3 separate regions of the Mus musculus genome follow, and regions 1 and 2 are each linked to region 3. The links are chromatin contacts, called in public HiChIP or PLAC-seq and promoter capture Hi-C maps. All regions are on one chromosome and are shown on one strand. Each heading gives the region's core, a stretch centred on a gene start, on an enhancer-like site or on the middle of the called end of the contact. The rest is flanking DNA. Distances are from core to core; before and after follow the strand shown.

The links. Promoter capture Hi-C pulls out the DNA fragments that hold promoters and counts their contacts. HiChIP or PLAC-seq counts read pairs in DNA pulled down with a chosen protein or histone mark.
Region 1: a promoter capture Hi-C map of the 3T3-L1 cell line shows a contact between it and region 3, with 5 times the contacts expected there. The contact joins the enhancer-like site here to the promoter of Thada in region 3. A contact is called at or near these places in 6 of 39 promoter capture datasets (the 3T3-L1 cell line, 3T3-L1-derived adipocytes, frontonasal cranial neural crest and 2 more), 25 of 484 Hi-C or Micro-C datasets (the 3T3-L1 cell line, 3T3-L1-derived adipocytes, the HL-1 cell line and 14 more), 2 of 115 datasets of contacts at active chromatin or transcription factors (the NIH/3T3 cell line and pancreatic cancer cells) and 1 of 9 other capture datasets (macrophages).
Region 2: an H3K27ac HiChIP or PLAC-seq map of extraembryonic endoderm stem cells shows a contact between it and region 3. The contact joins the enhancer-like site here to the promoter of Thada in region 3. A contact is called at or near these places in 5 of 39 promoter capture datasets (the 3T3-L1 cell line, 3T3-L1-derived adipocytes, maxillary cranial neural crest and 1 more), 1 of 15 datasets of contacts at CTCF or cohesin (the NIH/3T3 cell line), 5 of 484 Hi-C or Micro-C datasets (3T3-L1-derived adipocytes, cerebral cortex, cortical neurons and 2 more), 5 of 115 datasets of contacts at active chromatin or transcription factors (bone marrow-derived macrophages, embryonic stem cells, extraembryonic endoderm stem cells and 1 more) and 2 of 9 other capture datasets (embryonic stem cells and pancreatic islet).

Annotation. Positions count from the first base shown.
Region 1 is chr17:84,700,164-84,702,863 of GRCm38.p6, reverse strand. It overlaps Abcg8 (ATP binding cassette subfamily G member 8), which reads right to left. Exons shown (of 13, transcript NM_026180.3): 13 at 2,531-2,700. Among named protein-coding and RNA genes, the nearest start is that of Abcg8, 18 kb to the right of the region's middle. Within about 2 kb of position 1,278, at least 18 of the 459 cell types and tissues checked have an H3K27ac peak or open chromatin away from gene starts, as enhancers often do.
Region 2 is chr17:84,602,009-84,604,708 of GRCm38.p6, reverse strand. All of the region lies in intron 24 of Plekhh2 (pleckstrin homology domain containing, family H (with MyTH4 domain) member 2), which reads right to left. Among named protein-coding and RNA genes, the nearest start is that of Gm26066, 21 kb to the left of the region's middle. Within about 2 kb of position 1,373, at least 25 of the 459 cell types and tissues checked have an H3K27ac peak or open chromatin away from gene starts, as enhancers often do. A contact at or near this core is called in extraembryonic endoderm stem cells and pancreatic islet, where this site is marked.
Region 3 is chr17:84,464,894-84,467,749 of GRCm38.p6, reverse strand. Thada (thyroid adenoma associated) reads left to right here and starts at 1,542. Exons shown (of 38, transcript NM_183021.3): 1 at 1,542-1,656.

The sequences.
Region 1 (2,700 bases), core at 29-2,528, 240 kb before region 3:
ATTTCAGGCCGTGCTTCCTTGCAAGCTCTGTTTACGAAATGCCTGGTTTGTGCACACTGGACAGTTCCCCTCCATGTGCTATTCTTTGGTCCCCAAAATGTAGCTCAGTTGGGAGGGTGGATCTGAGGCCCAAGGAGTCCTCCAAAACAAAAAGCTTTGTCAGTGAGGCCAGCTGATCATGATGTGAAATCTGTAAGTTGATGACCTCAGATACTTGTCACTGTTGGCGACCTTTCAACTGTGTTCTGAAGTCAGACCTAGCACATTAGAGATTCTGTGCTGCAGTAATGAAGTTAACAGAAGAAAAGAAGAGAAAATAAGGCTTCCCTTTTCTAGCAAGGAACAGCAGAGCTGTTTTTCAGTTTGGAGAAACAACACTTCAACTCTACAAACAGACAAGGCTGTCATATACAATAAACAAGCAGGTCACCTAGCCAGTGGACAGCAGGCAAGTGCTGAGAAAGCCTAACCCACTTCCTGAACGCTTCTCTTTCATTCCGAGCTGGAAGCCCCACACACTGCTGTACCACTCTCTGTACCAGCCTGCCCTCCCTAACACGGACACTGAACGTTGCTCTGGACCATGGCTGGCAATATTTGTTTTAGGTTTGGGTGTTGGGGCTTGAGCCTCAGGCTTTTGATTTAATTACCTCTTCTGCCACCAAGCTCTTTACCCTAGCTGTTCACAGGAACCGTCCTAGATGACCAGTTTATCAAACACAAGTGACATCGGAGGTAAGATGGGAGCCGACATAAGGACATTTTCAGGCACGCACACTGAACTGTTGTCCAAATAACTTATATCTGCAGCAAAATACCCAAGGGCTTGCTTCCTTTGCAGCCGGCTCCTCCCGGTGCCTCATGGCTGGTGTGCCCTAAGGAAGCTGCTCCCCTGTGCCAGGCCACGATTTTCTGCTAAGTAATTTGAGTGTTGGAAGGACCCTTGGATTTGACATACTTTCAGTATGTTCTCTGTATGTAGTTTAATCTACATTAAAAAAAAAAAAAAAAAAGCAGGATATCTACCCCTGTAGACAGGTCAACCCAGGGAAAGATTATTTTAAGTATCTTTAAGAGCAAGAGCGGTTTTAAAAAATTACAAAAACATAGATGATTATTTTCAGTTTAATTGTTAGTTCCCCATCAATAGTGTAACTTGAATTTGGAAAGTTTACAGTGTACATTTTATAACTTCCTCTTTGGATTAAGAGTCTGCAAGCTGCAGCCTCAGGCCAAGTCTAGGAGCTATGTGCTTCTATAAGCTGTTTTACTGAAACACACCCACATCTTCCACATTCTACTGTGGTTGCAACAGTTCACATCAGCACAGCCTACTGGCAGGCTATATGGCTATCAAAGCCTAAAATATCCTTAGCAGAAAAAATTTACAACCCACAAGAAAAATCTGCCCCTTTGCAATGAAGATAAGGGGCACTGGATAGTACTGGATGTTCCTAGCACCCCGGCCTTTCTCTTCCCGGGCCTTGTGTGCCCTGGAGAACATTGGAGTTAGAGCCTAGGATGCATCAACACCAGCTATGATGCACTCAGACAGGATGGAGGACTCCTGCTCTGTGGGCAAGCCTGAGTTTCAGCATCTTTGGTGCTCTGAGTTCTGGGTACCACAGCATACTGAGTGACAAGCTTACAAAGTCAGATGACTGCTTTCTGCTTCTTCTACACTTCTCCATCCAGGCCTAAAGACAGTGGGTTACCAAAACAGAGCTGGGACCTGGGGAGGGGCTGCAGAACAGACTGGAGGCTCTGCAGATAGAGTCATGCATGGGGAATGAACCAAAGGGAGAGTACAAACAGGACTCATCAGAAGAGGGATGGACACAGAAACCAGGTGTCTCCCATGCACAGACTGGGGAAGCTGTTAAAGCGAGTGCTGGATGAACTAGAGTATGAACACGAACACATACGCAGTTAAGACTGAGTACACACATGCACATTTGCACACGTGTTCACTCACTGCCCACTGAGAGTCCGGAAGTAGCGATGCACAGCAGCCGAGCAGACTCATTCACTTCTGGGCTCCTATCTATCTTTCCCCACTAAAAAGTCAGGTTTCTACAGAGAAGCATCCAACCCCAGGGCTGAGCTTGGAAAATTCAAGATGATCCCTGATCCTCAAATACTTTGTTTTGTTAGAGTTCCCAGTGACTGAAAGGAACATGATTAAGAAGATACATCCAGGCGGTGGTGGCGCACGCCTTTAATCCCAGCACTTGGGAGGCAGAGGCAGGCGGATTTCTGAGTTTGAGGCCAGCCTGATCTACAGAGTGAGTTCCAGCATAGCCAAGGATACACAGAGAAACCCTGTCTCGAAAAAAAGCCAAAAAAAAAAAAAAAAAAAAAAAAAAAAAGATGTAGAAGCCAACTTGAGTATTTCACGGGCTAAATCAGGGACAATCTGAGTACTCAAACTAACAATGGCAATGGATTACAGCTTGCTAAAATAAAATGGGACTCCACGAGTATATAATTTATTGCATAGGAAGAATGAACAAGCCATGGTCTCCAGGCATGGTATCCAAAAGCTTTATTAATTATGAAAAGAGGGAACCGAGGAACGTGGAGGGGTCCAGCAGACGTGCCTTCTGTCAGGCAATCAGAGTCAACAGCACGCAGCAACTGGGAGCCAACCGTGTGCCGCCTGATGGGACACACTAGGGAAAAACCAATTTCATTCCTGGA
Region 2 (2,700 bases), core at 124-2,623, 140 kb before region 3:
GTGTGTGTGTTTGAGTGTCTGTGTGTGTGTCTGTGTTTACAATCTGGAGAAAACAAGGCAGGTGTTCTCTGCAAAGCTTGTCCTACCCAGTTCTGATCATTTCCCTGCCAAGCCCGGCTGACAATCAGAGCTGTTTCTAGAAGTCAACCACCGCCCCATCTCCATCCACAAACATATAGGGTTGTTAAGCAGACAGAAGGGTGTAGTTGGGTAACAGACATAGGCCATGAATGCAAAATGTCACCAGGAAAGTGGTGTGACACCAAGAGAAGAGACAGAAAATCAAAGCTTTTACACTGGGCTCATTTCCTCAGTCGAAGTAGGAAACCCCATGGTTCATTCCTGTGACCCACAAGGAAAGTGTGATCACTGGGAATTCTTAATACAATACGAGTGTGTTATGTCTACAGGGAGAAAGGGACCAGTGTGCTTTCTACAGTTCCCAGCACGGCCACCAGGTTCAGCCTGGGAAAGAAAAGGGAAATGTTTTAGCAAAGCAGGGAAACCAATCCCAGACGGGTACAGTTTGGGAACACAGCGCGTAGGAAGGGCAGGCTCAGACTCCTATGAGACACAGCGTAGGCCCCAACAGTCAAGCAAAGTTCTGGAGAACAAGCAAAGCATTGCAAAAATGAGCAAGAGGGGGCTGCATTTCAAAGCAAGAAGGTCAACCAGGCATGGCAGTGCACACCTGTAATCAATCCCTGCACGCAGTAGACCTGTGCAGGTGAGTCAGGGCCAGCCTGGGTTACACCCTGGGATCCCTCCCAGACTAAGAAAAAAAAAAAAAATCCTCAATTCTGGAGTCTTTAACATGTGAAACAGGATAAGCTAGATGGTCTCTCAAGACCTTTCACCTTAGGAGCCAATGGATGCGTGTACTCTTCCGGTTAGCTCACTGTGGAATGGGGAATGCCAGTCTATCTTCCAGAAAACAGCAACTGCAAACTGTTACCAAAAATGAGCTTTGATTTCAAGCAGGAGGGAGAAGAGTGTTCCCCGCAGGAAGGACCCTTGCCAGTTTGCTTTGTTAAAGCTACACCTTGACTTTTCCACGCACGTAGCAAGAAAGCAAATCGACTAAGAACCTTTTCATGCAAGTTAGAGTTCACAAACGCGTTTCCAAGTGATTGTGTCTGAGAGCATGTTCAAAGGCAATTAAGTTAGACCTTTGATCCCTGAGTCCAAATAATTAAGGTTTCATAACTTGCTAAATATAAACTTAAGATTCCACAACGACGAAGAAAATTCAGTATTTTAGTCATTACAAAGCAAGTTGGCAGATGAAGAATCAGATCCCTGGCGGCACGACAGGTCACAGCTAGTTCCCCTCCGGATTGTGTCACTGGAAAGTAGGGCTCATTGTCTAAGCTATTTATAAACATACCAAAGCGAGGCCATGTTTAGAAGCAGTGCTCTTTCTCAGAGCCATGGCTCCCTGGGCTTTGCAGACTGTGTAAACACCAATCCTCGTGCTTGGAGTTGTCTGTTGTTTAAACAATGTGGTTTCATCACGCTACCACCTCGGTCTTGGTCTTTTCTTGTGGCAAGCGAGGCCTTAAAGGCATTATTACTCTTATCTGTGAGTACTTCAAACGCCTTTGTCCATTTCACCTAAATTTCATTTTGGTTCCAGCTGTGGCCCTTGTAACCAGAATGGAATGTGCTAATCCAGCCAAAGATATTAATTATCAGGAACCGTCTTAGATATGGTGGTCTTCCCATCTTGTTTCAACAAAGTCAAACTGAATTTAGACATAACCACAAAGAGATCAACAGATGGACATGGCAAAATGTGACCCTTTAGATGGGTCCTTCTCAGACGTCAGGGTATACGAATCATCCAGGATGCTGCTAAAATGTAGACTCCAGAGGCTGTAGCAGGCATCTAGCCTGCTGCTTTTGCCAGTTACTAAACAGCCACATATGAAGGGTGCCATCCATAGAAATACTAGTTGAACTATTGTGGTGTGATTTTAATAGACCATAAAGTCTCAGTTCACCTCAGTAAATTCTCAGGGGTACACTTCCTATTCCTAGGAATAAGTCATTTATCCACCTGTGCTGTGTGGGTGGTTCTGGGCGGATGGTGTCTGAGGATCCACTCAGGGTGCAATCATATTATACATCTTATAGTAGAGTCAAGAGCTACTTGCAAAATGGACAAGGGACAGCCTGAAAACCCGTCCTACTCAGAGCAGGCATTGCTGGATCTCAACAAACACTTGTTCACATTCCATTGTGTAAAGGATGCTGCAGATCTTTAGGGATGGATGGCCTAAGACTATGGACACCAATTGAAGTGGCCAATCTTGTTGTTAAACACTTGAAGAGGAAACCTGGTCTGAGCATGGCCATGGGGCATTTGTCTTGATTGCTAATTACTGTGAATGGTGTCAACCCTGGGCAGCTGAGACTGAGCCCAATAAGAACGTTGGCTGAATTCGAGCCTGGGCGGGGCCAGCGATCAACACCAAGCTGTTTGCATTGAGTTCTGCCCAGCTTCCCTCAATGATGGGCTATAACTTATAGGATAAAAATAATTCTCTTCTTCCTCAATTTGCTTTCAATTGTGATATTTATCAGAGCAACAGACAGCAAACCAGAACACTGTCATGTCATGGTCACCTCGCCATCTGTAAGATGGGCAACCATCCCAGCTCACAAGTTCCTGAATGAAGAGACTCCGATGGATGGCAA
Region 3 (2,856 bases), core at 293-2,792:
GTATCCTGGCCTTTTCCACTTCCTCCTCTAATTTAACAGTAGCCAGGCTTCCCTGATAATAACCTACTAATAACCTACACAATTCTTGCCACATCCGTCCTGCTTCCCTATCCCCGGCTATGTCCAGTCCCCTGCCCTGCTCCCACCCCTCTGCTCTGGACTCCTCCAGAGCAAATGTCCATATATATCAGCACAAATGCAGCACAGTAGAGAACGGCATATTAACAGTGAGTCAAAGAATTGTCACCACTCAGTTTTAGGTGAGTGACCTGAAAGCAATGCCAAAAGATGTGAATCGGTGGATAACAGACACAAAATCAACCAAGCTATTGTTTAGTGATACTGTAAGACCCCTGAAGCTTGGCCTCCGCTCAAGTCCCAGGATAAGTTGGCCAGCACCCCAAAGACGGGAGAGAAAATCACACTGATGCAAACTGCAAGAGGTTTTATTATCAGCTAGCTGAGGACAAACTCCTTCCGCCATGCAGGTCAGGGGAGTTTGACCCGACCCCGATGACCCCAGTGACAGTAGGGGGCTTTTAATAGCTAGCTGAGGAGTTGGGAAGAGTTGGGCGGAGTGTCCTTGGTGAAATTTACAAGGCAGAAGGAGTGGGGAGTGAGTTCTTTCTGAATTTTTATCTTCCCCTAACCCTAACCCTGAGTCCTTGGCACAGGAAGCCAGGCAAGTGCTGGCTGGGTCTTTTACAATTATCGCATCTCTGGTTGTAAAGTATAGAAACAAAAAGGCTTTTTGCTGGCTATAGAGAACAAAGAGCTTCTTTCTAGCTGTATTTTTATAGGTCAGGGAAAACAAGCTTGGGGAAATGTTTTAGGGGCTTTACCTTTCAAGGAGAAACGCTTTAAGTCAGGGTCTCACAATACACGTGGCAAAACCACAAAGAAATACAAAGTTTGATAGAAAAGCCATCCACCTGATGAACCTAATTTTCATTGTTTTTCCCAACTATGTATCTCAGAGCCCAGGCCAGCATCCCGGCCTTTTCAGCATCTTGTCCGTTCTGTGATCTTGTCCCTTGTCCCAGCTCCTTACTAAGGTGATATAGGTCTCTAATTTTTACTCAGTTTTAAAGGACTGGACTGCAAGATAGTCTGTGAGTTGTGTAAAAGATGCAGCCTTTAAGGCAGCGTTTAAGGCTCGGACAGTGGAGTTCAAGTCGTTGCTCTTGGCTTCAGTTCCCGTCCCTGGCACAACCGTCCCCGAGTGTAGATTTTGCCTGTCTCTGCGCTGGGCACAGTGAATGTAGAAAGTCTGGGTTGGAACAGAAATGTCGGCCTGACACCTAGAGGTGTGGAGGCTGCTGCTCTGCCAGCCAGAAGGAGGTGAGGGGCATGCAATTCCCAGCAGTCACCATCATAGGCTCGCTTATCAAGAACTGTTTAGTCGCGGGCTCTCTAAATCCCCTCGCAAACGCCCTCTTTGATGACGTCACAACCCACCCTCACTTCTGATTGGAGGAGCGGCACTCGGCCGCTCTCGCGATATTTCCGTGCCAGCTTCCAGCCCTGCCTCCCTTCGCCGGGGACCGGTTTTTGGATCGCGCACCACGTTACAAGCCGCAGGGACGCGGTAGACTTGACGGGCTTCCGGGTCTCGTCCAGAGGTGGCGACGCTTTGCAGACGTCCTCGGGCACGAGGTTTGGCTCGCGGGCGCGCTGCCTGCCAGGCACGCGGGCGCGGGGGACCGACTTCGCCACAGCGCGGCCGGGGCAGCTTGCAGGCCACCCCGAGGGTGCCAGCCGTGGCTTCCGGGCGCTGAGGTCTCCATGGAGACAGACAGCCCTTGAACCACGTTTTCATCCGTCCTTCTGTCAGTCTTTGGACTCCACGTGGGAGGCGGTCGGGAAGGTGTAGATGTAGATGGGCGGGAAGCAGCAAGTGGCACCTATGGGCAGATGCCCATCAGGCTGAACCGGGATTTTCGGCTCTGGGCCGGCCCAGTTCACCCGGACACACGTTTACCCTTAGAACGCGCAGAATCACCGAGTCTATCTCTGTGTAGTCCCTAGGACTCCGGGATCAAATACTGCTGCAAACTTGCCATTTCAAATCACAAGTGTCCCCTCAGTTTCCTTCCTCAGTACTTTCTCAGTACTTTGCACGCTGGCTGCTCGTTTGGGAAATTATTTCCCTAAACTTAACCCAGAACTTCAAGGCCTTTCCTTGTTGTCTCTCTGTCTGGCTGTGTTCATTAACTTTTTTGCTTGACTGCTCATTTGCCGTTGCTGTAGTGACTTGCCGTCCAAATGGACTATAAATGCTTCAGTTTCTGGAGCGGTATGCCACTTAGCTGTAGCATGTCCTTTTAGGTACCAGGTAGCCCACCTTCCTTCTAAAAGTATATATGTCCCTCCTATAATATCTCTAGCAATTGTTAATTAAGAATTCCTTGATTTAGTTCATGAAATTTTAATAAAGCATTTACTACATGCATGAACGACTAAGGAGTTAAGAACGGGAACACTGAACACAACTATTCAGTTCATTGCAACCTTTATGGAGCTTAGTGCTAGGAAAAACAGGCAATAGACAGGTGTGCCAGTTAGTGTAATCTTAGGTAGTAATACATGCTGTGAAAGAAATCTGAAATGAATGGCAGAGGAAGCTGGGGCCAGATTGTTTTCAGGCCATACACCCAAATTTGGATGTAACTAATGCATTTTATTTAGTGCAAGGGAAAACCTTTGGGAAGTTTATAAGCAAGTGCATGGTTAGATTGCTTTGATTCTTCAGAGACAAGTAGGGACAACAAGGAAGCTATGTCAGGAGTTTAAGTGACGCATGCTGAGTCGTTTTCTGCCTGGGAGGGTCTGCAGGTAGACCATTCCTCAGTGGCC